Regions from separate parts of the Mus musculus genome. Here all the other regions are linked to region 1. A link is a contact called in public Hi-C and promoter capture Hi-C data. All regions are on one chromosome and are shown on one strand. Each heading gives the region's core, a stretch centred on a gene start, on an enhancer-like site or on the middle of the called end of the contact. The rest is flanking DNA. Distances are from core to core; before and after follow the strand shown. Region 1 holds the start of Trpc4 (transient receptor potential cation channel, subfamily C, member 4). Region 2 overlaps Gm31026 (predicted gene, 31026). Region 3 has its middle 100 kb from the start of Gm31026. Region 4 has its middle 63 kb from the start of Gm31026.

Evidence for each region. Promoter capture Hi-C pulls out the DNA fragments that hold promoters and counts their contacts. Hi-C and Micro-C count contacts between places; a contact is called where the count stands out from the background.
Region 2: a contact with region 1 is called in a Hi-C map of cortical neurons, with 4 times the contacts expected there. The contact joins the enhancer-like site here to the promoter of Trpc4 in region 1. A contact is called at or near these places in 2 of 39 promoter capture datasets (embryonic stem cells and hippocampal neurons), 1 of 15 datasets of contacts at CTCF or cohesin (large pre-B cells), 4 of 484 Hi-C or Micro-C datasets (cerebral cortex, cortical neurons and embryonic stem cells), 2 of 115 datasets of contacts at active chromatin or transcription factors (SST interneurons and forebrain) and 1 of 9 other capture datasets (pancreatic islet).
Region 3: a Hi-C map of uterus shows a contact between it and region 1. The contact joins the enhancer-like site here to the promoter of Trpc4 in region 1. A contact is called at or near these places in 1 of 39 promoter capture datasets (hippocampal neurons), 6 of 484 Hi-C or Micro-C datasets (cerebral cortex, cortical neurons, uterus and 1 more), 3 of 115 datasets of contacts at active chromatin or transcription factors (forebrain, large pre-B cells and neural progenitor cells) and 3 of 9 other capture datasets (adipose tissue, embryonic stem cells and pancreatic islet).
Region 4: a contact with region 1 is called in a promoter capture Hi-C map of hippocampal neurons, with 6 times the contacts expected there. The contact joins the enhancer-like site here to the promoter of Trpc4 in region 1. A contact is called at or near these places in 1 of 39 promoter capture datasets (hippocampal neurons), 2 of 15 datasets of contacts at CTCF or cohesin (large pre-B cells and pro-B cells), 7 of 484 Hi-C or Micro-C datasets (cerebral cortex, cortical neurons, embryonic stem cells and 3 more), 5 of 115 datasets of contacts at active chromatin or transcription factors (the 230-238 cell line, embryonic forebrain, forebrain and 2 more) and 3 of 9 other capture datasets (adipose tissue, embryonic stem cells and pancreatic islet).

What each region holds. Positions count from the first base shown.
Region 1 is chr3:54,151,768-54,159,255 of GRCm38.p6, forward strand. It overlaps Trpc4 (transient receptor potential cation channel, subfamily C, member 4), which reads left to right and starts at 4,290. Exons shown (of 11, transcript NM_016984.3): 1 at 4,290-4,492.
Region 2 is chr3:53,928,285-53,935,555 of GRCm38.p6, forward strand. The region is part of intron 2 of Gm31026 (predicted gene, 31026); the gene reads left to right. Among named protein-coding and RNA genes, the nearest start is that of Gm31026, 7.1 kb to the left of the region's middle. Within about 2 kb of position 3,652, at least 7 of the 459 cell types and tissues checked have an H3K27ac peak or open chromatin away from gene starts, as enhancers often do. A contact at or near this core is called in SST interneurons and cortical neurons, where this site is marked.
Region 3 is chr3:54,022,887-54,029,585 of GRCm38.p6, forward strand. No RefSeq gene overlaps it. Among named protein-coding and RNA genes, the nearest start is that of Gm31026, 100 kb to the left of the region's middle. Within about 2 kb of position 4,670, at least 9 of the 459 cell types and tissues checked have an H3K27ac peak or open chromatin away from gene starts, as enhancers often do. A contact at or near this core is called in adipose tissue, hippocampal neurons and uterus, where this site is marked.
Region 4 is chr3:53,984,121-53,991,146 of GRCm38.p6, forward strand. No RefSeq gene overlaps it. Among named protein-coding and RNA genes, the nearest start is that of Gm31026, 63 kb to the left of the region's middle. Within about 2 kb of position 4,966, at least 22 of the 459 cell types and tissues checked have an H3K27ac peak or open chromatin away from gene starts, as enhancers often do. A contact at or near this core is called in cortical neurons, hippocampal neurons and pro-B cells, where this site is marked.

The DNA of each region.
Region 1 (7,488 bases), core at 3,040-5,539:
GACATTAGAGAAAGGTTTCTTTAATATTAGCATTTATTTAATTAATTAACATCTGGGGATTTTGCCATTACAACAAAGCTAGTCCAGACCAGTGCATCTCCACACTGTCTGTGGAGGAGAGTAATCCTGCCCTTAGGGGGAAAGTCCAGATTCCTTATTAAAAACAGTGCATCCATCTCTATTAGTATACACCCAACATCCTCAGAAATCTCTCCCTCTGATCCTTCTGTAGTCTATTACACACTACCAGCCTGGGTCTCGGCAGATGTTGTAATCTCTAGACCATAGATAAGCAGGAGTTTGTGGGAAGAACAGATGATAAAGGTGAACTGTAGGTCATCATGTACCTCCAGGGTGGAGTGGAGACCAGTGGTGATGAGGAACTTGCACGAACTTGCACTTGAAGTAGAATCCTTGCTTTATAACTGTATTTATTTATTTTATGTATGTGAGTACACTGTCGCTGTCTTCAGACATACCAGAAGAGGTCATTGGATCCCAATACAGATGGTTGTGAGTCACCAGGTGGTTTCTGGGAATTGAACTCAGAACCTCTGGAAGAGCAGTCAGTGCTCTTAACTGCTGAGCCATCTGCTCTCCAGCACTGAGATAGAATTCTTTAATGTACCACAGGGGATGAATCATAAGGCTGGGCTGGGCTGGTAAACAATTGTTTCCATAGAGGGTCTGCAGAGCCGCATTCAAATAAATATGTATAGGAAAGCATTCATATGTTAATGTATTAAGAGCTCTCACTGTGGAGCAGAGGAATAGCACAAAACTTCATTGTTTAAAATGAGTCCAAATTCACAAACATAAACAAAGGATGAAATATTAAAATATAATTCTCCTTTTTGATAATCAATGTATCAAATAGAAATGCATCCGCTCACCCCGAATAAGAAATTTATGAAAGTAAATGAAAAGCAACAGTGAACCTAGGAGTAAGTACAGGTTCTGTGGTGACTGTTCCTTAAGTTCCCCAAACAAGCTTTCTTTAAGATGTTCCTGCATGTTGACTCATGGCCTCCTTAGTAAAAATGTACCTGACAAATAAATTTAGATACACACACACACACACACACACACACACACACACACACACACACACAGGTTTGGTTCCCAGCACCCATGCGGTGGCTCACAACTGTCTGCAACTCCAGTTCCAGGAGATTCCATGCTCTGCTGTCACCTTCTCAGGAAGTTCTGGAGACTCACATGGTATACATATGTACACATAGGCAAATGTCAATTTAAACGCAATAAATTTAAATAAACGAATTGTCAAATATCAAATATCATGACAGTGTTTTCTCATAAGGAATAAAAGTTTCAAAACAAATAGCAATTCTATGACTTAAAAATCTTCATAGAATTGTGTGATGATTTAGAAAAATCATTTTTGGAAAATTATATATATATAATATGGAGAATATATATATATATATATATATATATATATATATATATATGGAGAGAAGTCTACTATACATGCATGGTAGGTAATGGTGCATATGTGTGTGTATGTGTATATATATATATATATATATATATATATATATATATATAGTGTGAGAGAGAGAGAGAGAGAGAGAGAGAGAGAGAGACAGTAATGGCATTCTTCATGAATGCCTCACTATCACAGAAAACCATGACAATGGTCCTTGGCAGAAGTGAGTTTTCCATATCTCTGTGCCTGTAACGTTGTCTCTTTCTTCTTCAGTTTTCAAAGAAAGAACTATACACATTGTAGCTCCTGAAGAGAAAACAGAAACTTTAGAGGTTAAAAATTCCTTTCCTCAAACAACAGTGATCCCAACTTCATGATCTGTTTGAAGTGTGAATAGGCACTAGATGTAACTGCCTTACCGCTGCCATTCCTTGGTTTACTTCCTGTTGCTAATTTCAAGGCAACAGTAACTTCTTCTTTCCTTGAATCAGACACAAACCTAAACTCCAAATAAACAAATCTGCTTGAGTGTAGATTCCTTTGGCCCCACTGACCTGCAGCTTAAGGACTTACAGGTTTCTTCTCACCAGACTGTTTAAATGCCTTACCTTTTTTTTTTTTTTTTTTTTTGTATAATTACCAATCATTTCATGTATCACAAGCACAGCTACGGCAATCCAGACTTGCACACGCTGCTGCTGAGGAGGGTTTGTGGTCCATTGCTCTTCCTTCCAAGGGAACACAGGCTGCTAGGAGCAAACGCCGATGATGCTGGTGTGCGTTTTGTGGTCCTCAAGGTTTTGCTTTTGCTTTCCTTTTTTTTTTTTTTTTTTTTTCTATTTTGTTTTTATTGTGGACTCACATCCACCTTTCTTATGGGAAGAATAACAAATTAGGGAAGACTAGAAAAAATATCTGTCTCTGATATCATGATAAAAAATGGTATCTGCTATGAAGAAGTAAGAGCCCTAAGAGAGCTGTGTGGATGATCTCAAGTGTTGAGTTCCTTTTCAAGCATCCTTAAACCTGTCTTAAGGACCTACACTCATGACAGCCTGTATTTTAGCAGAAACACTTCTTCAACCAATGTCTGCTCCAGGTTTGGTTTTTATACATTTACTGATCATTAAGAAAAACAGGTTTTGTGAAATTTTTTTTTAAAGAAGTAGTTTCAGTTGTACCACGCCAAACAGATGTCGATGTGTGTTTTTCTTCTTTTCTTCTTCAGTAGAAAGTAGGTTTAGATTTATTGTAAAGTTCATCTCCATGTCTACCGAGTGATGTGTTTTGCATATTTTATAAAATCCAGTGTTTAATGCTAAGACAAGAAAACTACCTTTGAAAGATGTTGACACACATTTATGGAGATCTGTAGAGGGATTCGGGGTAGGGATGGAGTTCTTCTGTTGCTCATCCAGTTTTCTGGTACAGGTTTGTTTGGTGTACTGTAAAGGCCTCGGTATTTTGTGGGACGGACTGTGGGCTGTGCTCTCTCAAAATCACTCTAGGGGTCATGCTGACCTATGAGAGGAGCAGTTAGCTCAGGAGAAAGAAAACTTGACAACTACAAACAGCATTTTGAAAAGAACAACAAAACAAAACCTTCACTCCAAAGAGTACACTCCAAAGTCAACAAAGCCTCCTTACTCTGCAATTACCCTTAAAAAACAAAAACAAAAAAACGAAACGGAAAAAAAAAAAAACCCACCTCACTCATCTGACGTTCAGAAACGCAGAGTGAGCCTGAGTCTATTAAATCTTGCTGCTGGGATGCTTACAGGCGATGGGGGGAGCTCACAACCGCCTGTGCTCTGAAAAAGAAACCCGAGAAGTGAAGGTAGGAGGGGGCTGAAGCCTTTTGGCAAACGCACTGCTAAGTTTGTCCCTTGGTCTTGAGATCACGAACAATAAAGGTGTGGCAAGTTACATGAACTTTTCCACCTCTGTACTTGGATCTTATTTTTGTGTATGAATACTACACCAAGAGATAAGCTGTATCTGGAAGCTCAAGATTAGAGTTAGAGATGCTGAGTCCGGTGGCAGACACCGTCGTTCACCAACATGCCCACCTGCAGCCACCAGGACCTCCAGCTCCTACGCTGGCCCATAATTTGGGATTAAATACGTGGGAATCTTGATTGCCAGTTGTTTAGAGGGAGCCAGGTAGGAGTGGATGGGATGCTGGGGGCTTATCATTTATTTATTGCCACTGTCTGGATTGTTGATGGTAGTGGCAAGCACATCCCTGCACTAGCAAGGCAAGTGTGACACCTTGAGGACAGGGAAGGGGGTGCCAGGAGTCCAGGGCGGCTACAAGAGTTGCCAGGGCTGGGTAGGGGGAGAGACAATTTGTTCCAATCCTTTGACCAGCTGCTTAGTATGGTTGGAGCAGGGCTTTCCAGGGTTGGGTTCGGTTGACAAGTGAAGTTTTGCATTTCTCCTGGGCTACACCAAGCCCTGATCTGTGTATGCCAAACACCCAAGACCTCCGGGTCTGTCCTGACCACCACTTAGCTGAGTGACAAGCAGACATATGGCGAGCCACCCTGCTTGCTGACTGACCTGGAGAGATGCTCCCGGGTGGCGCGTTGAGGTGTTTGTGGGTCCTTTATACCCGCTCCTAGGGAGGTGCGTGGGATGCGCATCCATTCGGGCAGACCCAGGATGGGTGGGGGCGGTCCTCCAGGCTGCTCTTTGGCCACCTTGGGAACGCAACTTTTCCGGGGGTATAGGTGGGGAGAGCATCAGTGCCTGGTGGGCGAGGCTGTCGTCCTGGGCACCCCGCCCCCTCCTGGGCTGCCCCTCCCCCGCGCCCCTGCTCTGGCTCTCCAGCATCCTCACTCCGCCCAGTTCTGTGCCAGCTGCGTGGGCTCTGGTTTCGTGCGGGTTTTTTTCCCCCTTGGAATGCTCCAAAAAACTCGGTAGCGACTACGGAAACCCCATCGGAACTGACCAGCTGCGCTAGCACCAGGCACAGCACTGGTGCTGCGCGCTCGCCGAGCCCACCTCGGTCACTTCAACCACCAGATTGCAACTTTGCGGGTAAGAGAGGGTGCAGGCTCCGCGCTCCAGACGCGGGCCTCACATCTGGGATACTGATTAAGTTTCCTAAGCCGACTGGGAAGCAGGCTCCCTGCTAGGAGGCGGGTATCCCTGGGGGCTTACGCGAGTCACCAGGGTGCAGCAGCTTTTTAAGGTTCTTCTTCTTTTTAAAAAGGTTGCTTTTTTAAGGTTCGGGGAAAGATTTTCGCGAAGCTTTCTTTGGATGACCTGGGATAAGGGGGAGTTTGGGGGTGCTTCCAGGCTCTCTCTGTATCGCGTTGTGAGGCAGGGGTGAGGACGAAGAGCGAACCCCCGGTGTGATTTACATGGTAAACAAAGGATCAGCCCTTATCCCCGCGGTGCTGGGGAGCTCGGTGCTTGTGTACAACCTCCCGTGCGCGTTTGGACGTTTGGAGAGGATGGAAATGACATGGTCCTTGGGCACGTAAGGTGAGCTCTATGACTCTCCAACGAGCTGAGGGCACGAAGGGAGGACAGCGACCGCTGTTCAGTGGGTTCATTCCCCTCTGCGTCATTTTCCTCTGTCAAGCAGCAAAAGCACTTTTAAGCTTGTGGTTGGACCAGGTTTGGGGGTTCCTAGTTCGCTTGGCAACTGAGATTCCAGCTGAACCAGTGACTCTGCTTGCTACTTGAGTAGATAGCTTGAATCCATGGCGCAACTTGTTGTTTCCAGCTGCGAACTGCCTTTTGTGACTCCAGAGAGAGACAGAGAAAGATAGAGACATGAGGGTGGAGGTGAGCTGGGCAGAGGGACCAAAGACCATGTGTCCAGTGTTCTCCAGCCACTGTGGTGTATCCCTGCCCACTGCGGTTTTTCCCAGGGGAGCATTATCATTAAATACCGCTGGCTGCTATAAAAGGTTATCAAGTTACTTACGGAGGGAGTAAGCTACTAAGCCAAACGAGTGGGAAGAGAGAGAAAACGCTGTCACTGTGCCTTTAAAATGAAATCTTCGAACAGATTTGTAAAACTGTGATAAAATAAACCACCGAGGTTCATAGGCTCGCTGGCTTTTCTCTCGTAGTCATCACAATGCAAAGTACTTAAAAATTCTTTAGGAAGAATAAAAGATTTAGCAGAGGATTTTTTTTTAAAGACTCAGACACCGAGAGTAGGAGTTGGCGGTTATGTTAACGGTGTTACGATTTGCTATTTAAAGTTATATTTGTAACGCCTACTTCTGTTCATCTGGACAGTAAACCAGGAAACATCCAGCTCTTAAGAGAAACAAAGTAGTAAGATATAGGGGTAATCCTGTCCGAAACTCAGAATTAGGATCAAAATTGAATTTAACGTGGGTAAAGTGAATGAAGGTCTTTACAATCTCTGCAAATCAATGCTGTGGTTAACCAGGATCAATCAGTCAGCCCGGGCAAGGTAAATGGGCATCAAAGGATATATGAATAACTTGGATTAAAAAGGGTAGCAAGGAGAGGGAGGGAGAGTGCATGTGCACGGTTTCAGAGAAAGACTGCAAGGAGCAGCTTTGCCTTGCCTGAACTTTGATCTGAATCTTTACACTGACTGGTGGGAGGAGGAGGAAGGATAGACTTAAGCCAAGAAAGGCAAAGGGGCCAAAAACCTACAGGTTGGTGAAAGAGAGACATCAGAGTTGCCCATGGTCCTCTGAGGGGATATATCACGAGGAAAAGATTTGCAAGTGTGAACTTAGAAAAGTTTATCAGTGTGATCTGGAAGGAGCATTCATCAGAAGCATCAGGTATCAAAGCTGGACAGGAAACAAACATCTCTTAGCTGAAGCTGCCACGCATTGATAGCTTTTGTAAGAATCTCTGATCTTAAGAAATGAAGCACATCTCAGTTTTCTTCTTTTCAGTCATTCTCAGAGATATGAGAGGGACTAGATTTATAAGGCTTCCATGTTTTAAATAATCTTATATTATTCATATTTGTGTTGCATTTATTTCTAGACAGCCAAGATGAAAAGAGCCGACGGGATGTGTAAAGTGGCTGTTTCAAAGAACCAAACAGTCTCGGGATAGATAGCTTTTCACAGAGTAGAACCTGAATCAGTTCATATTTTATAGAGGCTTGGAACCATGAAAACTGTCCGCCTATCCTTTCTGTTTAGTGGACCTTTGAAGGTCATTCTTGTTTAGTGTATGTGCTTCAAACTCCAAGAACCGCATCTAACCAAAGAGCTAAAAACCTGTCTGGTTAAGCATCCACACCCAGAGGACAGAAACGCATCATGGTTCATAACCTATTGTGTCATTTCATGCTATAATGGATATATAAGGCCAATGGGCTGTTTTTCAGTGCTCTGTGATCCTGTCTACTGGTATTTGCCTGAAGTACATGGCACTAAAACCTGACTTGCAGTAACTGGCCTTAAAAATCATTGTTCCTGAACTGAAGATGATAAGCAGAAACTACACACACACACACATGTTGCATTTTGATACCATCATTTTTTATGATACAAAATAATAAACCTTTCTGCTCATCCAGGCATCCTCTTACTATATTTTAAACCCGAGTCAATGAAGAGCTACAGTCTCTGTAATAGTCTCTGCTTGTTATTTCTCTGATTAAAATAAAACCTCCAAGTATGCTTTTGGATATATTCTGCTCTTATTCCCACATGCTTATCTCCAGAATAACATGCCAATTCAATGAAAAGATTAACATGAAGTCCCTTTGCTACATAATGGCTATACCCTGGCAACGATAAAGATAAGCATCCATGTGTTCAATAATAAAACTTATAAACAACAGAGAAATCAGAGGTTATTTATATGAAGGTGGACGTGCAAGAATGACAGAGCAGTCACCGGGACCACAAAACAGGGCTGAATATTTTCTTTTTTAAAAAAAAATTTTTTTTAAACAAGCTGGATGAACGGAGGGAGAATAGCAGCAGGCTGTTATATTTTCTTCTAAAATCATCAGTGCCAGACAGTGATGAGATCAGATTACAATGCGCATCTTGACTTCCTAAATTCGTTGTCTG
Region 2 (7,271 bases), core at 2,402-4,901, 220 kb before region 1:
TCTGACAATCTTCTCACCACTTAAGAAATTCTTTTTAAAAATGAAACAAAAATTAAAATAAATTGTAAAAAACTTAAGAATAAGAATAGTCTGAAAAACTGTCACCATCCTTAGGAGCGCAAGGATATAAATGATTAAATGCAATGTGGGAACATAGACAGAGTGTTGCCAGATTGAGGTTGAAGCATAACTGTAAACCTATGTTTAATACTGACAGGGTCAGAGAGATGGCTCAGCAGGAAGGGAGTTTGCCATCAAGCCCCAAAACCTGAGTTTAATCTCTGTAACCCACATGGTAGAAGGAGAGAGCAGACCTCTACAAATTGTCTTTTTTTTTTTTAAGATTTATTTATTTATTTTATGTATGTGAATATACTGTAGCTGTATAGATGGTAGTCACTGGGAATTGAATTTTTAGAACCTCTGCTAGATCCAGTCAGCCCAGCTCACTCTGGTTGGCCCCGCTTGCTCAGTCTCTGCTTGCTCTGGTCCAAAGCTTTATTTATTATTATACATAGGTACACTGTACCAGAAGAGGGTGTCAGATGTGAGTCACCATGTGGTTGCTGGGATTTGAATTCAGGACCTTTGGAAGAGCAGTCAATGCTCTTACACACTAAGACATTTTGCCAGCCCTGAATCTTGTCTTTTGACACAGACAGACAGACAGACACACACACACACACACACCAAATAAATACATAAACAAATGAAAAAAAATTTTTAACAACTTTTATTATCTCTAGAGTGGAGATAACTTTTCTGCTTAGCCTTCAACATCTTGCACACATGGATCCCTAACTGATTTTTTCAGTCAAATGGACATCACACCTGGAAAATCAGTTGCTATCATCTATGCATTGAACACGGGCATGCTTTCTTCATGTCATGTGTCTCCATATAGCACAACATGACTGCATAGTACTTTATTATACCAGGTTTCTTAATTCTGAGATGGCTTAATGTAAACATACTACCTCGTTTATTATAGGAGCTTGAGCACCCATGGCAAATGCTGAGCCAACCCCTTGTATATAGAGAAGAAGTGGCACAGATATAGCCAGTGGCAGCTTTCTTATCTCTTTCCTCAGTTCTTAAATATCTTGCCTCTACGATATTTATCATGTAGCTTTCCCCACTAGGAATATGTACTTTTTTCTTCAGTCCATGCATGTACATACAAAAACTACAATTTTCAACTCTTTGAAACTTTTCTGATTATGTTGAGATGGGATTTATACCTCATTTTGAGCTTCATAAAATTCTATGTTTCTGTCTTGTAGAAGTTATTGTATTCTGCATTAAATTATATGTTAGGGATTTTATCTTGGTCATCTACTCCTGTCTCATGTATATCCCCTTCAGTAAAGCATGTTGCTCACAGATATAGTCTAACTGTTCATTTCTGAACACAGTGAGATATGACTGTGCTTATTACATAAATAAGAAAGTAGACGCTAAGCTACGAAAAATGACAGGAAGTTTGAAATTTCTGTTGTGGAGAGCCGTGCTGTGAGCAATCGCGTGCATGCTGTGAGCAATTGCCATTATAAGATGGCGCTGGCTTCCACTTTGCCTAACTAGTAAACAAGCCTTATGCGCAAGTGCAAGAGTGAACTCACGCCTAGTCACTGCCCATCTCGCGGTGTAGTAATGGGGTGATGGGCAAGCAACGAATCAGGAGCTGTCATGCCACATCAGGTGCTGAAACGTCGCACTGCGGGCTATATAAGCAGCGCCATTTTCCCGGTTTCGGGGTCTTCCCTCCTGATAAGTAAGCAATAAAAGCTTTGCTGCAGAAGATTCCGGTTGTCCTGAGTGTGTTCTTGCCAGCGGTGACAAAAGCTTGGAATATTCTGTGGCTCTGTCCCAGTGACTTTTGTTGGGCATCCCATTCATTCTCTTCTGCTGTACAGAGAGCTGGCAAAGGTACTCTCTCCAGAAAGCTTAGCTGGAAGAAAAGGTGCCAAGCCTGGACTGGTGTTAACACTGTCCATTATCAGTCACAGGCTATGACTAATTGATTATGATACCATCTATGACCCAGGTTCCTCCGCATTTAGCTTGCAAGATAACTCCAGGCTCTGATAGCATTCTCAAGGAATCACTCTTAAGTAATAGAGGGAACAGAAATCAGGAAGGCAGAGTCTGGGGTGGCATATTAGATGAGGCAGCCAAGAAAGGAGAAGAGTCAAGTACCTTTTAGTCATGGCAGGAAGGTGATGTGTCAGGGATTCCACTTTAGTCAGGGCAGTCAGGGAATGTGAAGAGTCCGGGCTGCCATTTTTAGCTATGGCAGTCAAAGTCCGTGAACAGTTGAGGGTGCCATTTTAGCTATGGTAGGAAGGAATTGGAGGTGCCATTTTAGCCAAGGCAGCTAGGGAAGTAGAAGAGTCAGGAGGCATTTTACTCTTGGCACTCTGGGAGGTTCTTTCAAAGTAGCTGAGAAGGCCCGCAGGCATATGAATTATCTGACCCGGCAGCCATTTCAATTTCAGAGAGCAAAGGATGTTCTGAAGGAAAAAAAACTATCCTAAAAGGCTCTACAGTAAGGCAGTTCAAAAATGGGGGAGGAGCCAGAGGCGTCTTCAAGGAGTCTGATACCTTGAAAGCTCTGGTAGAGATGAAGTAGCTTTCTATTTTACACCTCTATGTTAGTTTTCTGAGGTGCTGGCAATCAAATCCAGGCAATTTCATCCTGCTAGGCAAGCTTTGACAACAGAAGCATATCCCCCAACCATAGATTAAAGTATCTCATCCTACAAGTGACAGGTAACTGTGTGGAGAGCTTAGAGCTGAGATGTGCTTGAAGGCATGTGGTTTCTAAGTGGTGAGCATCTTCTGGGAGTTGTGTGGGGTACACTGGAGTGGAGGTAATGCAATGTTAGCTTGGATCAGCATTGTCACATTGGATAGAATCCCAGGATTCTTCATATATGGTGCTTGAGACATTATCATAAAGGAATGATTCTGTAGGTTAATCCCCTCTGCCCTGTCCTCCCCCCACTTCCCACATAGCTGAATGGAGGTGTTTTTATCGAGCTAGAAAACATGGTTTGAGAAATGTGTTCACATGGAGAGGTGATGGAAATTCTGCATTTACATATGTCTCTCCAGCCTCTTTAGGGTTAAGTAGGATACTTGGGGCTGGCATTCTTAGGATAGTGGTGGAGGTAGAGTTGTGCACGTAGGTGGGTGAGCAGGAAGTGTGAGCATGAGGAAGGTGCTCTGGGTACAGTCACTGAATGCAGAGGAGGCAGAATTGAAAACCCCCAACCTGAAATGTCAGTAAAGGAGATGAGACCAAGAAGAAATGATGGGAGTTGGGAAAGAAATGGTATGTTTAGAAGTCAAGTGAAAAACCAGTGTCTTCTGCAAGCCAAAGCAAAAGTGTTTTCCTTGCACTCAAATACACTCAAATAGCTAACTCTACAACCGACTGATAGAAAATGAGGAATGTTTAAATGAATTAATTTGGCACTACCAGTGCCTCTTAAGTCTAGAAAACAAAGGTACAAAATGAGACAATTTCTAAAGCTGTTTAAAGCATCAGTTCTTTAAACATTATCTGAGTGAAAGGAGCGGGTAAGTGTAGCCAACTGCATCCACTGGAAGAAGCAGAAATAGATGTGGTATTTTAGGAAAGGGGATGACAGGGACGTTTATTGTCGAGTCATGAATGTTTTCAGTAATTAGGGAAAGTGTGGGCGCTGCTCGGGAGAGTTAAGGGAGTTGATGAAGCGACTCACAGGAGAGTGAAGAAAACAGCAGATCTGTAGAGGATAGGAAGCACTGATGTGATGTGAAGACCCCTGGACTCACTGTTGCAGTGATTTCAGAGTTGTGTGTTTGTCTGAAAGCAGCAAACCCACATTCATGTCTCCTCAGCATCAGGAGGCTGTGCCTTCCCTATGGGCTCACTAGAGGCACCATCTACCATGCTGCCTCTCCTGTGAGCTCCCCCTTTCACTTGGCCGTTCTAAAACTATCAAGTATTCTGTTTTCTTCCCAGCATTGATCCATGTTCATGTTCAAAATCAGAGTAACCAGGAGCTAATAATGAAACAAACTAAAATTAAGCCACGCCGGCCTTAAAGGTCACCTAAATGCCAGGAAAACACATTACTAAAGCATATAAGTCATGTGTAAATCAGACAGATGTTTGGTGACCCAACACACGGCTGTTCAATAACCAATGTTGTGTACAACAAAGTCAACTCTGAAGGGGTTTTGCCTAAGGCATCTCACTTATAACCTTTTTTTCTAAATTTCAACATTCCCTCATAATTAAATAATGAAATCACTTTTAAGTTCCTGTGATAAATGTGCTTATATGATATTGCTTGAGGTAGTTTAGGAACGGCTAGCACCCTTGCATGCTTCCATTAGATGATCTTATAGAGCTCTTCTCCCTTCCTCTCTCTTAACAACGTACCCCACATTCTAACAGCATTTTGATGGTAATGTGAGAATGACTTGTTAATTGATCCTAATTATTGGCAGATATTTATGATTTAACAATGAACACCTCTGCATCATTTTTTTCCTGCAATCCTCAAATCTAAGTTTGCTTTCCTCATGTATTCAGTGACCTGAGCCTCATTTCCCTTTTCACTTGGGGTTTGAGAGGCTGAGTTAAACTAACCCCAACATTTAGCATCTCCCACTCAATTTCCATCCCAGACCCCCTTAACAACAGGAGGGGCCTAGGGAGTCCTCCCTACTTTCTTGAATATCATCAATAAAGTTCCCTAGACACCCCCCACCACCACCAAATGACCATAGAATGAAGTGAAACAATAGTTTTAAGTGTTGCTGATTTAAAACAGTACCCATTTATCTCACGTGTCTGAAGATTGGCAGTTGGAACTGAGCATGACTAGATGTTTCAGTTCTTGCTCTCTCTTGGGTCTATGCTGTGTTTATAGTTAAACGCCATGCTGGATAAGCTGGGACACTGGGGCTTGCTCTGCACATTCGTTGATCTTCTAGGAAGTTAGCCCATCCTGGTTCATCGGCAGGAAAGGAGTTCTGCAAGTGATGAGAGAGGAAGTTTCAAGACATTTTCAGTCAGAGATGAAAATATTGAAAAAAGGGCATTTGCTTTCTCCTTTCCTTGATAGCTGACAGAATCTGGTGGCTTTGTACACATTTCTTTAACAGCAAGTTCTTTGAGGTTTCCAGAGTCTCCATAAAGGGGACAGCCAGCATCCCCCTTTTTGTGTTCCTGTGACTCAGTTTATTGCTGCAGACTGGCTGTTTCTGATGCATGAGAAGTGGCTGGGTATGTGTCACTGTGCAGAAAACTGCCTGTGATTGCCGTGCTAGGATCATGATTGATGATGATAATGTGTGTGTGTGTCTGTCTGTCCATCTGTCTGTCTGTCTGTCTGTCTGTCTGTCTGTCTCTCTCTCTCTCTCTCTCTCTCTCTCTCTCTCTCTCTCTCTCTCTCTCTCTGTGTGTGTGTGTAGTGCTCCCACTAGACTCTTAGTTGTTGAGGGGACAAACATAGGAAATATGGCCTTACTCATCATTATATCTTTGTTCCTAGTATAGGCACATGGAGATGCCTTTAAACAGACTCTTTAATTAGATCTGCCAATATAAAACATAGAATGTTGATTTTTCTACAGAGTAGCACATGATCATCAATGCAATCACTGAATCGAAGGACGTTTCCCAGAGCTGAATAAGGTTCTAGGTATCTCCAGTTCCACTCTCAGGACAATGTAACTCTGTATAGGTAGTACAGTGCTCTAATAAACTGTGCTTTCCCCATCCCAAAGCAGAGCACATCTGTCTTCAGGTTGAGCACATCTGTCTTCACGTCCTAGCTCCTTTCAAACTTGTAGAACTAACTATGCAGACCTGACCCTCACAGTGACTAAACTGTAAAGCATTATCAACAAAATTTTGTGGGAGCAGGGATCTCAATATCTTTACTTCTACAGCTCAACATCTGGAATGGCATATGGATGATGCATTTGCCAATTAAAATATACTTGAAACAAATGAGGGAATTAATAATTCATAGCCAATGTATGGGCTGAAATATTTCTACGTGGCAGTTCAGCAGTTAGAGGTAGAGAGCTGTCTGATTCTACCTATCCTTGGGTCACTGACTTAAAAGGAAGATGAATTTTATAGTCAGGTTAATAGTAAGTTGCCATAGAAAACAAAAGATGTGGAGGACAGGCTAAATATCAGATATTCCAAATTTCGGTTGCAGACTTCTGTGCTTTCTGTTTCAGACTGTATAATTTTTACAGATGTTCACGTTGAAGCCTAGAAGTGTTTCAACATGTATACACAAGCCTGGTCTAGCTCACCCTGAGTTCATTCCTTCCCTGTAATGATAGGGATTTCATAGACGGCAGGCTAGATGCGTCCTACACTTTACACAGCAGAGTCTTAGAAAGTGTATAATTAGTTTGTAAGTACTTTTCTCTCCATTACTCTTTTTAGTTTCACAGCAGAAGCTAGCACTGCAATTTTAGGCTTTCTGTTGCATATTTACTCAGTTCTGGAGGGAAGCTTTATGAACTATTTAATTTTCCCCCATTATTTGTAAAGGAAAGACAAGTTTGCCAAAATATGTAGTATAATGCTTAATATATCTTAGACAAGTTATTACTTCATGTTACTTTAAGAACAACGTGTCTTAATTCTCTAAAAGTTTATTAGATACAATCTTTCATTTATAATTTACTCCAAAATAACAAAAAATATGTTTCTTGCCATGGTCTAAGTTAATAGGAGTAGTTATTTTATTAATAATGTGAATTTTTACAGGAGAGTTTGTAACAGATTATTTTGCTGCTTAAGATCTGTAGTGCTTAAGAAACTTTTTGCCAATGGGCTAGCTTTTTTCCCTTTTAAGTGTTTTCAACACAATTAATTATTTTCTCTTGATTTCTTTTTTTATTAACTATTTTCATTTTACGTACATTGATGATTTGACTGCATGTATATGTGCATGAGGGTGTTGGATCCCCTGGAACAGGATTTATACACAGTTGTGAGCTGCCATGTGGGTGCCAGGAACTGAACATCTAGAAGAGCAACCAGTTTTTTTGTTTTGTTTTTTGTTTTGGTTGGTTTTTTTTTTTATTTATTTATTATTATAAATAAGTATGCTGTAGTTATCTTCAGATGCACCAGAAGAGGGTGTCAGATTTCATTACAGGTGGTTGTGAGCCACCATGTGGTTGCTGGGATTTGAACTCAGGACCTTCGGAAGAGCAGTCAGTGCTCTTACACGCTGAGCCAT
Region 3 (6,699 bases), core at 3,420-5,919, 130 kb before region 1:
ACAACTCTGCATTGTGATTGGTTGTGGATTTCTGTACTGGTCTCTGCTGTTTCAAAGAGAAGCTTTCCTTGATATGAGATAAAGACTACAGTTATGTGTGGGTAGAGGGACACAGTTTTAGAATGCAGCTAAGGATTATGCTGATTTGTCAGGGTTGTCCCAGAGACTCACAAAACATTACTACTGCCATTTCCTTGGGTCATCCCCAGAGGCAGAAGATAAGTCTTTAATGTTGAGTGCATCATTCATTTCAGACACGAGGCTACACTAACCATGCTCCCAATATCTCCTCCTTGGAGACTACTTTTCATGGTATCATGGGGTCCCATGTAAGCTTCCACAGGAGAGAAATAACCAACAGTCTTACTTAGCTATGAAGCCTATAATCCACACCAATGACTAGTGTACCATGATAACCCTAAGGGTACATGCAGGAAGCTTGCCAGAGCACAAGTTCTCTTTAAAAGGCAGCCAAGGGGTCAGAGGATCTGCTAGAGGATAAAACTTGTGTTTTTAAGAGTAAAAGTTACTTACTATAAATGATATTTACTCTCCTTGATTCTTAGTCTGGGGACAGAAGCTGATGGCTTCAGAGGAATGAACACCTGGTACTTAACAGTGGGGGATTAGGTAAAGTATTTATCTCTAGCCTCTCTTCTCCCCATGCATGCTTACATACATACAAATATACCTACATGTGTACATATAAACAAACAGACATACATTTGGATGGATGGAAGGATGGATAGGGTAGGGCCCTCCAAAGCTGCCCCATCCTTATTTCTTTTCTCTGGCCTTTTTATACCCTCTAGACAATTGTTCTTTACAAAATTATCTCATTGATAAATAGTTACACAAAATGGGAGTTATGACATTGATATTAAGTTCAAAGCAGTGTTTAATTCTGTAAGCGCATTATAAGTTCAAAGCAACAGTTTCATCTGGTCTTGCCTTATCATAGTGCATACCTGTAGTTTCATCCTTGCACCAACATGCTTTTCCTTGAATATAAATGTTCCCTTTTTTGTATGACTATGAAAACTCATTTTATTTCTTATTATGTAGCCTTTACTTATTATGAGGAAGGGATACATTATATTCTTGATTTTTAACTTTATTATATATTTCTAGCAAACAACTAAAGCCATCTCTTAAAACTTTCTTCCTAAGATTATTTAAATCAAATCAGGAACTCTATAAAATCATTAATTTATCTAAACAGCATTAATTCATGAAAGGTCACCCTTATGTTGATCGGCAGGATATCTGCTTAATAGGGTTGGGATCTTGCCTCTCAGAGCTCACTCATCTTAGTCCATACAAAAGGGTGGGCCACCTCCAGGAAGGCTACTTTCTAGACTTGCCCTTTCTTAGATGGCTCCTGACAGGTACAGTAAGTGACTTGCATATCTTGGTAGTAACCAACACCTCTCTCATTGGACTCAGACAAGAGGGAAACCATGCCTGGCATTGAAAAACCTAGCCAACTACCCAGGGCAAGTGAAGTCAAGAATCTCTTCACATTAGTGAATTATATATTTAAAGAACCATGCTTACAATAGAGCTATTATGAGTCATGTCCACTATGTATGTTTATATATCTATAAAAACACTTCAAGAGAGGGATTCACTGTTGAATGTATAATAAAACAGCTCTTCAGGACACAAGAAACTTCTTTACAGACTTACCTTATTCATCTGGTGTGAATTTCACCATGGATGTTAATTTGAATAGACTGCATAGGGAGAGATGGGGCAACTCTACTCTATAAGGTGGCCTAAGCTAGAACAAATGCGGGCTTTGGATACTCCCACTGCTGGAGTAAGCATACTTCTGCAACAGGTTCTACTACCTGTGGATACAATATATTTCTTATGAGGCTACCTTCAGTTTAGTATTACAAAGCTCCAAGCCACTGTGAAAGTCAATTAAGAATAATACATGTAGACTGTCAGACTGTGCTTTTGTTATCTCACCCCGTGCCTGTCAGCTATCACCATGACTGAGGCAAATCAGCTTATAGAGAGAGAAGGTTATGCCCAGTCATCAAGTCGGAGGTTTCAGCCTGAAAGTATCTCAGCCTGTTGCTTTGTAGCTGTGATGATAGAGAATATTGTCCTGACTTCATTCTGTTGCTGTGCTAAGACACTCTGACAAGAAGCGACTTGGGGGAGGAAAGGGTTCATTTGATTTACATTTTCAGGACATACTTCTTCATATATATGAAGTCAGGGCAGGAACTCAAACAGAAACCAGGAACTAAGAGGCAGAAATGGAAGCAGAGACCATGGAGAAATATTGCTTACTGTCTTACTCTCGGGTTCCATTACTGCCAGGCTAATGCTTTTCTAGTTTGTTTTTTTTTTTTCCTTTTTTAATATAGCCCAGGGCCAACTGCCTAAGAACAATACCACCCACAGTAAATGGAAGAAGGGAGGAAGGGGCCGGGGGAGAAGAGAAGGCACGGAATAGAATCATGCTCCCACAATCCTTTTCCAGGGCACAAACATGATGACCTCAGCTTCCCTTGATTTTACCCCTTAAAGCTTCTTCAGTCTCCAGTAGCACTGCCAGGCTGGGGTGGGACTTTCAGCACAGGGGCCTTTGGGAGATAAAGGTTGAATATATAGAACATTCCTAGGTTTTTTTTCATCCTAACTCTGTGATTACATGGATTCTTTTCCTATTTCTAGAATATTTCATCTTAAAATTTTCTTTGAAAATAGACTCAAGTACTTTCTGGAATGAGTCACGATAGGCTCCGGTAAACAAGTGAATACTCCTGGGACAACTTTGGGTGCAGACTGGAAACTGAAGAGGAGAGACTGGAAAGGTCTGGAAAGAGCGAGAAGACAGTTTGTAGCCCAGCCCTGCCTCCACACAGGCACGAGAATCTCCTTCTCTCTGTGAAGTCTCTCATTCACCAGAAAACTGAATTATATTGATATTTAACACAATCTGAATGCGCTATGATTTTTCTGTCCATATTCAAATGAACCTAATACCGCACTCGGTTTTAGCTTTTGCAGATTGCGATTGGCTCATGGGTGTTGACAGGCATGCTTGTGGGTGCATATTATTAGCTTTTGATAAAAATGACATTTCATCTGTAGGCAGAGAAACAAATTTTGAATTTTATGCATGAGAAGATTGATAGCTGGCACAATTATTAATTTCTGCAGGCTTCCTGTTAGTGTCATAAGATTTGAAGAAAAAAGCCACTCTAATAAAAGAAGACTCTACCTTCTCAGTTAATTTTGGAGAACGAAACACTTTAAGCAAGTCTAATTTGATAGGCCTCGCACCCTCATGGGATAGCAATTAACATGCGCAGGTATGGAAGATGCTGGGGTAATTGGTGTGGGTTGTATTCCATCTGTGCTTTGATAACCACTTGGGGATGTACACAGTAGCCGAAGCCTTGACTTCCTGCTGCAGAATGGGCATGCCTGTTTTCTCCGTAGGATGCTATTTTGGATCCAATGAAATAGTAGACATACGATTGTCGGTGTGGATCTAATTTGGCAAAAGCAAAAACTTCTGAAGCTCTTTACCTCTGTATCTCACCACCACGTATTGCAGAGCACACTGTCAGCTTGGCTAAACGGAGTGAAGTGAGGTTACCTCTTCCCCAGTTCCACCAGGCAGCTGGACTCCCCCCAGTGTTTCCCAAGGGAGCAAGCTCAGGTTAGTGTTCTACTTGCAAACAGCCCTGAGAGGACAAAACATCTAAGTCATCATTAGCCTTCAAGGCAAAAGTATTTGTGCTACAAAATTATAAATGGAAAAAGGCTCCATTTTCTCCACAACTTAAGTACAGGAAAACCATTTTCCTGAGCATCTCACACACGGGAAATGTATCGAAAATAATTACCCAATCTCCAGATTTCATATTGTAAAAGAAATAATAGACAATTCTTATGAATTCAGCATAAGGAAAAGTGGGTGAGAGAAGATCTTTATGAAATATCTGTGGGTCTGCATGCTCTAAGGAACGCTTACCAAGCAGTAGGTTGCCCTTGTCTTAGTGTCAAAGTGCTGGTGTCAGAATGCCTGTGAAAACCATAAGCACGTCATGGCCATGCATTTCAGGGCAAAAACTGTACCTACACAAAAATTTAGGCTTGTGGATTCATTCTTTCTAGAAAGGATTGAATTTAAACTTCTTGTGAGAAAATTGAGGTTGATGTAGTATTTTTCTTCTAACAGGCAAGAACACAAACAAAAGCTTTATGAAATCAATGTCTCTTACGTCTGTCTACAAACACAGTATAAAACTACCTCATAAAGGGTGAATGTGTTTGTCCTGCATCAGGGGCAGGGAAAAAACCTGAGAAAAAGGTGGGATTTGTGGTAAAAATAAAGCATCTTTCTGTAAATATAAAGGAGTATGCTAAATGTGTTGCCTTCTTTACTTCTGGAATAGAGGACAAATGCAGGACAGGACTGACCTGTGAGCCTGGTTTAATCATAGCCATTACTAGCAGTATACACAATTACATGTGCAAAGTTATTCTTGGAAAATATACCCTTTTTTGAAGCTCACAAAGGCCAACATGAACATCCCAAAGAGGTTGGTAGTGTTCAGTGAGTGCCTTCTACTTGCTGGTGTTGTGGGAGTCATGACTGCATCTCACCAGACATGAGGCTCTAGTATCAGCTGTTTCAGACTCTGGAGTGCCTGGAGTGTGACCTCATCTGTTTCCACCGAGAGTGACTGCAGTTCTTCCCTCCCCCAGGCCCTGTGCCACAACAAGAACTACTGCTTGTTCACTCCTGGACCTTACATCTGCCCCGACCCCAACATTTTAATACCCCATGCTGCCCGCGCCTTCACCCACAGAGTTATTAACTACTTGGATCCTGACCTATGATTTTCTTCTAAGACAACATTTCTGAGCCCGTTTTCTCTATCAGTTTTTAAAGACTTGGGAAGACAGCATCTTTTTATCTCTGTGATATCTTTGGGACCCACTTGGTTAAGCAATCCAAACACAGGAAGACATGTTACAGAGTATTCCCATTTTATAGTCTATGATCTGTACTTGATTTAATGAAAAGGCGTGTTTATTATTTTAATGAGCTTCTCTCGGTGCCAACTGTCACCCAGAGGATGAGAGAGGAGGAAATGTGGGTAGGAGGTGATGGGGCTTTCTTGCTCAACAATACTTTCCATCTGCTTTCTGAACAATTTTCTTCAGAGGGATTGTAGAAGGCAGGAAAGAGCTGGCGAGTTTGCTCCTGGGAGACGACAGGATGCTATCAATCTCATCCAGATGTGGCACCTTCGATGATCTGTTCTGTGACTGGACTGGGAATGCAAGCAGGGCCAGCTATCCCTGGAGGGTTCAGAAATACTGTAGACTTAAAAATTTTGCTGGAGTGGCTGAAGCTCCCCCCCCCCCGTTTATTTTTGTCATTTGTGTGACCAGGTAGAAGAGCATGTTGTGTGATTTACTTCACCCATTTCACGTGAAGAGTTCCTGCATTTATCCGATATTTCCTATTAAATACAATCTAGAGCTGTTGGAGTAGGGAGATATCCTGGTGACTGAAGACTGCTGCAAAGGCATGAAGACCGAGTATGGATCCCAGCACTCATGTGAAAATCAGTGTGTGGTGGCTCATTTCTGTACCCCAGTGTTGGGGTGCAAGTTGGGGAGGGCAGACACAAACAGATCTCAGGTGTTCACTGACCAGATGGTTAAGACAGCATTTAGTGAGAGACCCTGTCTCAAACAAATGTAGAGAGTGATGAGGAAGACATCTAGTGTTGACCTCTGGTGTCAACACCTGTACATATGTGTATGCTCACATGCATACACCAGCACACACATGCATTTAACACATCCATACACATAAAGTAAGATATAATAATATACACTCTTCTCTAGGCTGTTCTTGGAACATTAGGAGAACAAGAATGAAGATGGCAAACCCATGTCCCCTTCCCATTAACTTAATGTTCTAGGGGAACACTCTATATAGGAGACTATAGGAGAGTCTCAGCTAAGAGTTCAGATCCATGGGTCATAGGCTGGATTCGTGACATCATCCCTGTAAGGTCATGCAAGACTGTGATATTTCAACATACTGAAGCGAAGAGAATTGTGGTATTAATCAGCTCAGATCTTTTGCACAGAGGTGTAACTTGGAAGCAATCAGGTGAGATGTTCATGTAGCACCCAATGATATTGCTTGTCTGAAATGCACTGTGCTTGGCGTACAGCCACAGGCATAAATTCTTTATGGTCATTCTGATTTTGTCACTGGCCCTTAGCTATATAAACTGAGTTCAAAGCAAACAGCTGAGCCCTCTTCTGCTCCTGCATTTAAGATGGGCCTCTGGGTGTCAGCCCTGCTTACTTCAATATCGGAAATAACGTATGGTGCAGAAGTAAAACCCTTGAGACAGGTGACCCAAGTTGGACCTCAACCAATCCCTCCTGAGAATTTTGTCCTTAAATGACTTAAGGCCAATCCACCTCAGCTTTCTTATTTGAAAGATCTATTAACATGAAGATTGGGTGATCTAAAGCTCATAAAAGGTGTTCTATCACACAATGATTGACTTCTCAGTATTAACTTTCCTAATAGTTTCTTCAGCTAAAGTATAGTGATTGTATATTTCACTTGTTTTCGTCTGCAAAAACAGTTTGGAGTGAGTGAGAGAGCTCCAGGTGGACATAGCAAGCCCC
Region 4 (7,026 bases), core at 3,716-6,215, 170 kb before region 1:
GACGTGCAGTTATTAACTGGTTACATGAGAACAACATGACTCCAAAGTTGGTGCTTTAAGATGCAAAAGAAATGTTGACCCTGGACCCTAGCTCCTGGGTAGGCTGAGCAGGAGGGTCCCAAATTTGAGGTCAGAGAGGCTACATTGCAAGTTTAAAGACAGCCTGACCAGCTTAGCAGAATCCTTTCTCACAGTACCAAAGCTGGGACGCAGGGTAATGAGAGAATACTTGCCTAGTCCACACAAGGCCCTGCATTCAAACTCCAGAATAGAAACAAGGGGAACTATGCAAGATAGACAACTAAGACTTCTGATTACAACACCATGGTTGCTACATAAAGTTGTAGTAAATTGACATTATTAATAGGTTTGTGTTTTCATTTGGCCACATAGTAGTTATCACCAGAAAAGAGAAAATGACTATTTCTAAAAGTTATTAATATAATTTATTGTACGGAACAAAATAGAGTAATTCAAAAGACATGCTAAAAACCATTTTTTGGGGCTAAGATTTAGAATTTTGCACTTTTATCGAGCCTCAGAGCTACAGAGAGATACCTGTAGGAGGTAGGAAAAAAGAGTGGAAGATTTGGTGTACGAGACTCATCCCCCAGATAAGGAGTTATGAGGAATAGAGTGAGAGGCAGGAGCAGCTTGCCAAGCCATTCCCAAGGGAGTCAGGAGAAGGAACTGAGGGTCCCTGTGAGCATCTGGTAGCTTTGTGCTAAGCAGGGAAGAAAATGCCCTAGGGGAGTTATCTCGATCTGGCTAGGTAACTCTGCTTTCAGCACTCCAGAATTCTAAGACCAAAGACATTACTTGTAGATGGCTGGTTCGCTTGTTTATTCCATTTTAATGGCTTGAATAATGAATGCTAGATTTGGATTTTCTTTGTTTGGGTGCCTTTGGGCTTCAATCTTACTCAAAGGAGGCTGGAAATTTAGCCAACTTGATTCTTAAAATAAAGGACACTTCAAACTGAACTAATGTGGCTAAAAATGAGAGACAGACAGAGAGAGAGATGGGGGTGGGGGGGGGGAGGGTGAGAAAAGAAGTCACCAAGACAGCACAGTGTATTGTGAAGGCTTTTTATGGGACCATCCACAGTGCTATAAGGTGGGCCAAGGTTGATGAAAGGAGGCACACGCTTTTCTGCATTTTGATTTTCACAAACTGTATAGATTTTGCAGACACAATGGTAGTCTGCCTTCAGATTTTACCCACACTTGATGGCTTAGCACTTACACTGCTGGAAGTTTCTATGCATGCTGCCAGGGGATCAAAGTAATGAACAGGCCTACAAAGCCGTGAACCTTGGCGTATAAAATAGCAAATAGCTTGGCAACATATCACACTGGAGCACTAGTGGCAAGAATGCTATGTTTGTAACCAAATACTTTCTAATCGATCTTAAAGCCCACTGATACAATTAGCTAGGCCAAAGGTCATAGACCCCAGTGGAAAACATATTGTATTAAATAGAGCTGCCTATAAGTTTTTACCTATAGATTACTATAGGTAATGCCTATAGATTACTCCATCTCTCCACACTCATCAGAGAGCTTCCTTTCACAGCAGATAGCTATTACTATAGAAACCCATGTAAGTCAGTCTGCAGAAAATAAGAGAATGTGGATTTTTCAGCTCTGAATATGACTCTTGCATCGTACACGTTTCTTCCGAGGCTCAGGGAGCATCATGGGAGAGAATGTTGTGGAAAGATTGCAGGTGCTAGAGGTTGAGGTCACCTGCCGAGAAGCAGTGTGTGCTGACTATGACAGGGTCAGTGCCCACATGAGCTCACTGCAGCTGTGGCTGCATGCACAAGACCTGCATAAGCTCAAGCCAGACACAGTCTCATCATAGGTTGAGGAAGGGCTTTTGAAGCCCCACCCCTAGGTGAGGAGCTGTTGTTGACTGATGGCTGGTGGGAGAGCAAGAATCTGTTTTCTTTAGCAATGTGGCTCCCTAGAGGTTTTCTACACTCATGCAGATGGCCCTACATCCATTCACATACAGAGAGCATTAAGTGGACTGAACACACACACACACATACACACACACACACATGGGGGGGGCGGAGAAAGAAATGAAGTTGGGGGAAAGTGGTGGGAAATAGGAAAAGAATGGAAGGAAGGAGAGGGAAAGGGGGTAGACTTAATAAAAATGTCACAGTAGGCATGTATGAAATTATCAATTAAAAATTTTAATACATAAAAATGTATGCATACTTTCCTCTTGCTCTTACAATAGTCAATTTACTGTGGAAATTCATCTACTTTGTTTAGTTTTGGAGATGCTGGGGATTGAACTCAGGGCCTTGTGTGTGCTTGGCAAGCACTCTGCAATTGATCTATGCATCCAGCTTCACTTGGTAATTTTAACTAGCCATCCATGCCAAAGTTCCTCATACTGAACGTTGGTGTGTGTATGTGGGTGGGGGGGAGTGGGGACCTGACATCTGAGGTTCCTGAAATTCAGCCACCCTCAGTAGTTTTCATTTGTCTATGCTGACAACCAAGGCAGCCTGACTGTAAACTGCTTGTGAAAATGACATGATCAGACCTGAACAAGTAAGCAACTGCAGACTATAATCACAACTGGCTCATATTCAATCATATGGAGTGAGTTAGGAGTGTTGTATCTTTAGTTCCCACTGTGGATCCAAGATTGCATGCAGATAATAAAAAGTCATATAGATGACTTTATTATCTACATACGGTCTTGGAATATATGAAAGTCAAGGCAAAATTAGGGGACAAAGGAGATGAACAGAGGGACAAAGTGGGATAAGCAAAGGACAATGGGGATGCAGGGAGGATGCACAACTTAGAAGAGGTGCTTACATAGAAACTTGATAAATAATTGAAGAGACTGTTTGGATAGAATAATATTTTCTCTGACTGGATGGTTTCCTATACCATAAGCAATTTCTTTGCCTAAAGCTGGCCTATCAGGCTGAGTTGAGTATCTGAATTTTCTCAAAGGTATCTTAGTATCATCTCCCCGCAGTATTTCCTTTTCTCTTCATGCCTATCCCTATCTCTACAGTACAGTCTATAAGCTTACAAATACTCTGAGAATACTGTGCTCACCAAAGCCAGGATCTATGCAAATCCATACAACAGGCATTTCCATGCCTCTTGACGTCTTTTGCTTTGCAATATGTGTTGAATACGCAACCAGTACTTGCTGAATGGAAAACAAAATAGGGCACATATTATTTTTTAGTAGCTACAAAATGAACCAAATCTACTATGAAATAAGTAAAACCAATGGCCATTTTTGACAATTCATCTTGAATAGTAGCTATTTCTGGTGTAAAACTGTCTGTCAAGTCTATGGGAATTGGCACACTTTGGTGGAGGAGAAAGGAGAAAGAAGGGTGAATTGTTCTGGGGGAAAACCACAAATCACCGTGTGCTTCTAATACCATTGAGTCATCCTGTATTAATCATCACCACAGAAAAATCTGTTATGTCTAAGAAGACTGACACGTTCCTTGGATAGCCAGCTGCTGTTAGTATGAAGGTAACATTAACCATCATAGGGAGTGACAACAAATGACATTTAAGAATCAAATGCCTGTGACTCAAGGATGAGCTAAAACCAATGATGAAAACATGGAAGGCGCTGCTCCCGAGACCTTCTTCCAACTCTTCCCCATTTCATTTGATGGATCTCAGGTCAGCACCTAATCCTCAGCTTCTGAGACTCTTGGGATTGCCCTGCCCCAGTTCCAGTGCAGAGACAAGGAAAGCTTTAAATGACTACTGCCTGGCTTCAACGAATACCCTTCCCTTCTTTTAGAATGGGACGCAAATGCTTTTCTCTGCTGAAGTCTTCCACAGTGGACTTCTTGCTTCTGGTTTCTGTTTTTATGACATCTGATTCATCCTAAGCACTCCCTACCTCTGTCTCAATCACAATATGCAATTACTTCTGGGGGCTGTGTTTACTGAAAACTCACAGGCTAAAATAGAAATGAACGGTAATATTCACAATGGGAACAATTCAACGGAGCTGCTGTTCCTGTTTCCCCACTCTCTGCTCCATGGCAAGGCTGCCATTCATTCTCATTTTTTTTAAAGTAAGCACTTGATCTGCCAACAGATCATTTTAATTATTAATTGCATTAATTGGGTATAATAAGTTAACAATCGCATGGAAAGCAGAACAGAAAAATAAACTTCCTAGGTCCTTGCAAGGAATCGGCCTTGACGAGAGCCAGCATCGCTCCAGGTATGTGCCAGTTCCTAGCACATGGAGCTTTAGGAAGGATGCCAGGTGACCAAGGCAACAAGCTCACCCTACAAGCGTCACTACTGACATTTGGGGCAAGAGGACACTGAGACTATGGATGGCCAATAGAGTTGGGCAGCTGGTACCTGGCAGAGCCTAGACTCCTATCCACTGTTGTCTACTCAGGCTGAAAACGTTCCTTGCCTTTCAAAACATTTTATTCCTCACAAAGTGTGATATTTTAATCTGCACAATAACTGTGAAGATGTAATTGAGGCTTTTCGAAGGAAGAGAATTAAAAATTAAGCCTTTTCATTTTGTTTTCGGCTACAAATGTCAGGCTCAGATGTTTCTCACTGTATATCTTCTTGCCAAATATCTTAGAACTTGTAGCAATTATTTTCTTCACTGAAGAGACTAAATTTCTCCATTTGGTAATTTTTTTTCCCATCTCATTTTGTTTCTGGTTTACACTTTCATGGAAATGCCTTTAATTCAAAAACAAATATGGTATAAACCTGAATTATAGTTGTCAGCCTACTTCCTTTACAGCCTGTCACAGTTCCAAACCGTGGCTTGCTTTCAGTTCTCTTTCCTCTCTCTTTCCAGTCTAGATGGAGGAGTATGGGCTGTCAGGCCGAGTCAACAGAGCTTTCACGTACATTCACCATGCTACAACTCTTTGAAAAATCCCAACACGAAGACACCACGACGGGTAAATACCCCATGTTCCGCACAGAAGACAGATCTCAGCGCCAGCTCGAAGCATTTGTTCTTTCTATAAATACTTACATTCATCTAAATTTTAAAAAGAAACATGCAAATTAATGCAATAACTCTTGTCTTTTAGGCAGATATTTTCAAATGTGCTGTTACACTCTCGTCTCTTCCATGCCATAAATAAATGTCAGCCCTGAGAAACATGGGTCAGACTGAGGTCCCTGACCTACCAAGTACAGCTCCAGGTGATCTTTAGATGGACGCACGTGTAGCCACTTAAGTCTGATAAGCGCTGTAAGCTGAGATAGTAGAGGAGAGCAGGACCATCGTTAAAAACACTGGTATTTTGAGACAATAAATTGTATAATCTGAAATGTATTATCAGAATCTCCCAAGTGAAAAGAAATTGAGAACAATCTGACCTGCCACTGTTTATCTTTCATAACCAATCTTTTCACAGACAAAAAATATGATGCTTGGGAAAGAGAAGTGTGATTCCTACCCACTGTGGGGGACAGGGTTTTCCTAGCCAAGATTAGACCAGTGCAAGAGGAAGACCCTGTTGTGTTGTCGGTATGAATTTCAAGAAATTAATTAAAATTACAATTAGATTTAAATTAAAATGTAAGAATAATTACAGTATTAAATTACAGTATAATTGTAGCAATTGTGTATTGTTTCTGTTCCCTTCGTTTTAAGTGCTAGGTAAAATAATATAACACAAACTTGAAGTCACAGGTGATCTGACATTTAGGTCTAAGCAATTGTCCTTTGATGAGGACACATCTGCAAGGGCAGAGGATGGGTGGAGGGTCCTTTAGGCTGATATACACAGAGTTCAAGTCCAAGGCAGTTCTATCTTGGCCTCTATTCCCAGTGCTATGTGGACTCCAGTGTAGGCTGGAGAGCAGAGAGTGGCTTGCTATGACCGAGACTAAAAGTATCCTTCCACTATGTTAGGGGGGCTCAGGGACACTGGTCAGGAGGTCAGGAAATGTCCTCCTAATGACAGCTAAATAAGGGCTGGGCCAGGAGGAGAGCAGCAGAAACAAAACAAAATATATGCAATATCTTATTTTAAAATAAAACCAAATTCATCAACCATCCAAAAACATGTTTTCAGCTTACTTCATCTCATTAGCCAGTTATCTTTCTGTCATTCTGAGCCATTGTGAAGTATGGTCTCTACCTTGCTCTTATTTTTCACCCAGGAGTGATTCTCCACCCCTGCCTCATATTGTTCCCAAGTGTACAAGTCTCTTGGGATTGGACTCAGCTTGGTTAATCCTCATTTGCAGTCTGCTAGACTAAATAACCCCCTTTAAGTTACCATTATTTATGACATTTTGTTCCACTACTTAGACTGTAAAAACTGCAGTTCAAACTAATTTGTGTGAATTCTCAGGAGACATACTTACACTCCCTCCCTTTGTTGCTTTCTCTAAATTTTGCCCTTCTAAATCATGCGGGACTTTTAACAGCGCTGGCTCCTCTTCATCATCAAACTAACTGCCTCTCGAAGCTTGACACATTCCTGTGGCTGTGCCTTTTACCTGTGTGATGACTCAAATCTAATCCAAGATTTCTCTGAATCAAGACATACGTATCTACAGTTGGCACCTAGTAACTGATGTTTTGAGACAATCCAAAGAGGGTTATCCAAGATGGAGTCATTGTCTCCCTGGCCTCACTCTTCCTGACTGAAAGAAACCCTGTCAACTTTTATATTGTCTCAGAAGATTGCTCCACAACCCTCTGCTGCACAAATTTCAATGTCCTATTATTTCTGCCTCTATCACTTAGTAAATTCTCCCCTTGAGTTTACATTTCCACTGTTAGCTGTGGGCTTCTTGTCTTTAAGATTTTGTTGCAGTGGGATTATAAATTCAGTGATAAACAAGGCCTTGGTGTCTTGGGAGAAAGGGCAGTGAGACCGCACAGAGGAGACATTGAGCTCCTGACAGTGTCTGCCTGCTCCACTGGGCAGTCTCCAGGTCATGAAGTAAGGGCAAAGATTCCAGCACAGTTTGATGGTCTTCCTGAGCTAAAGTGGAGCAGAGGTCA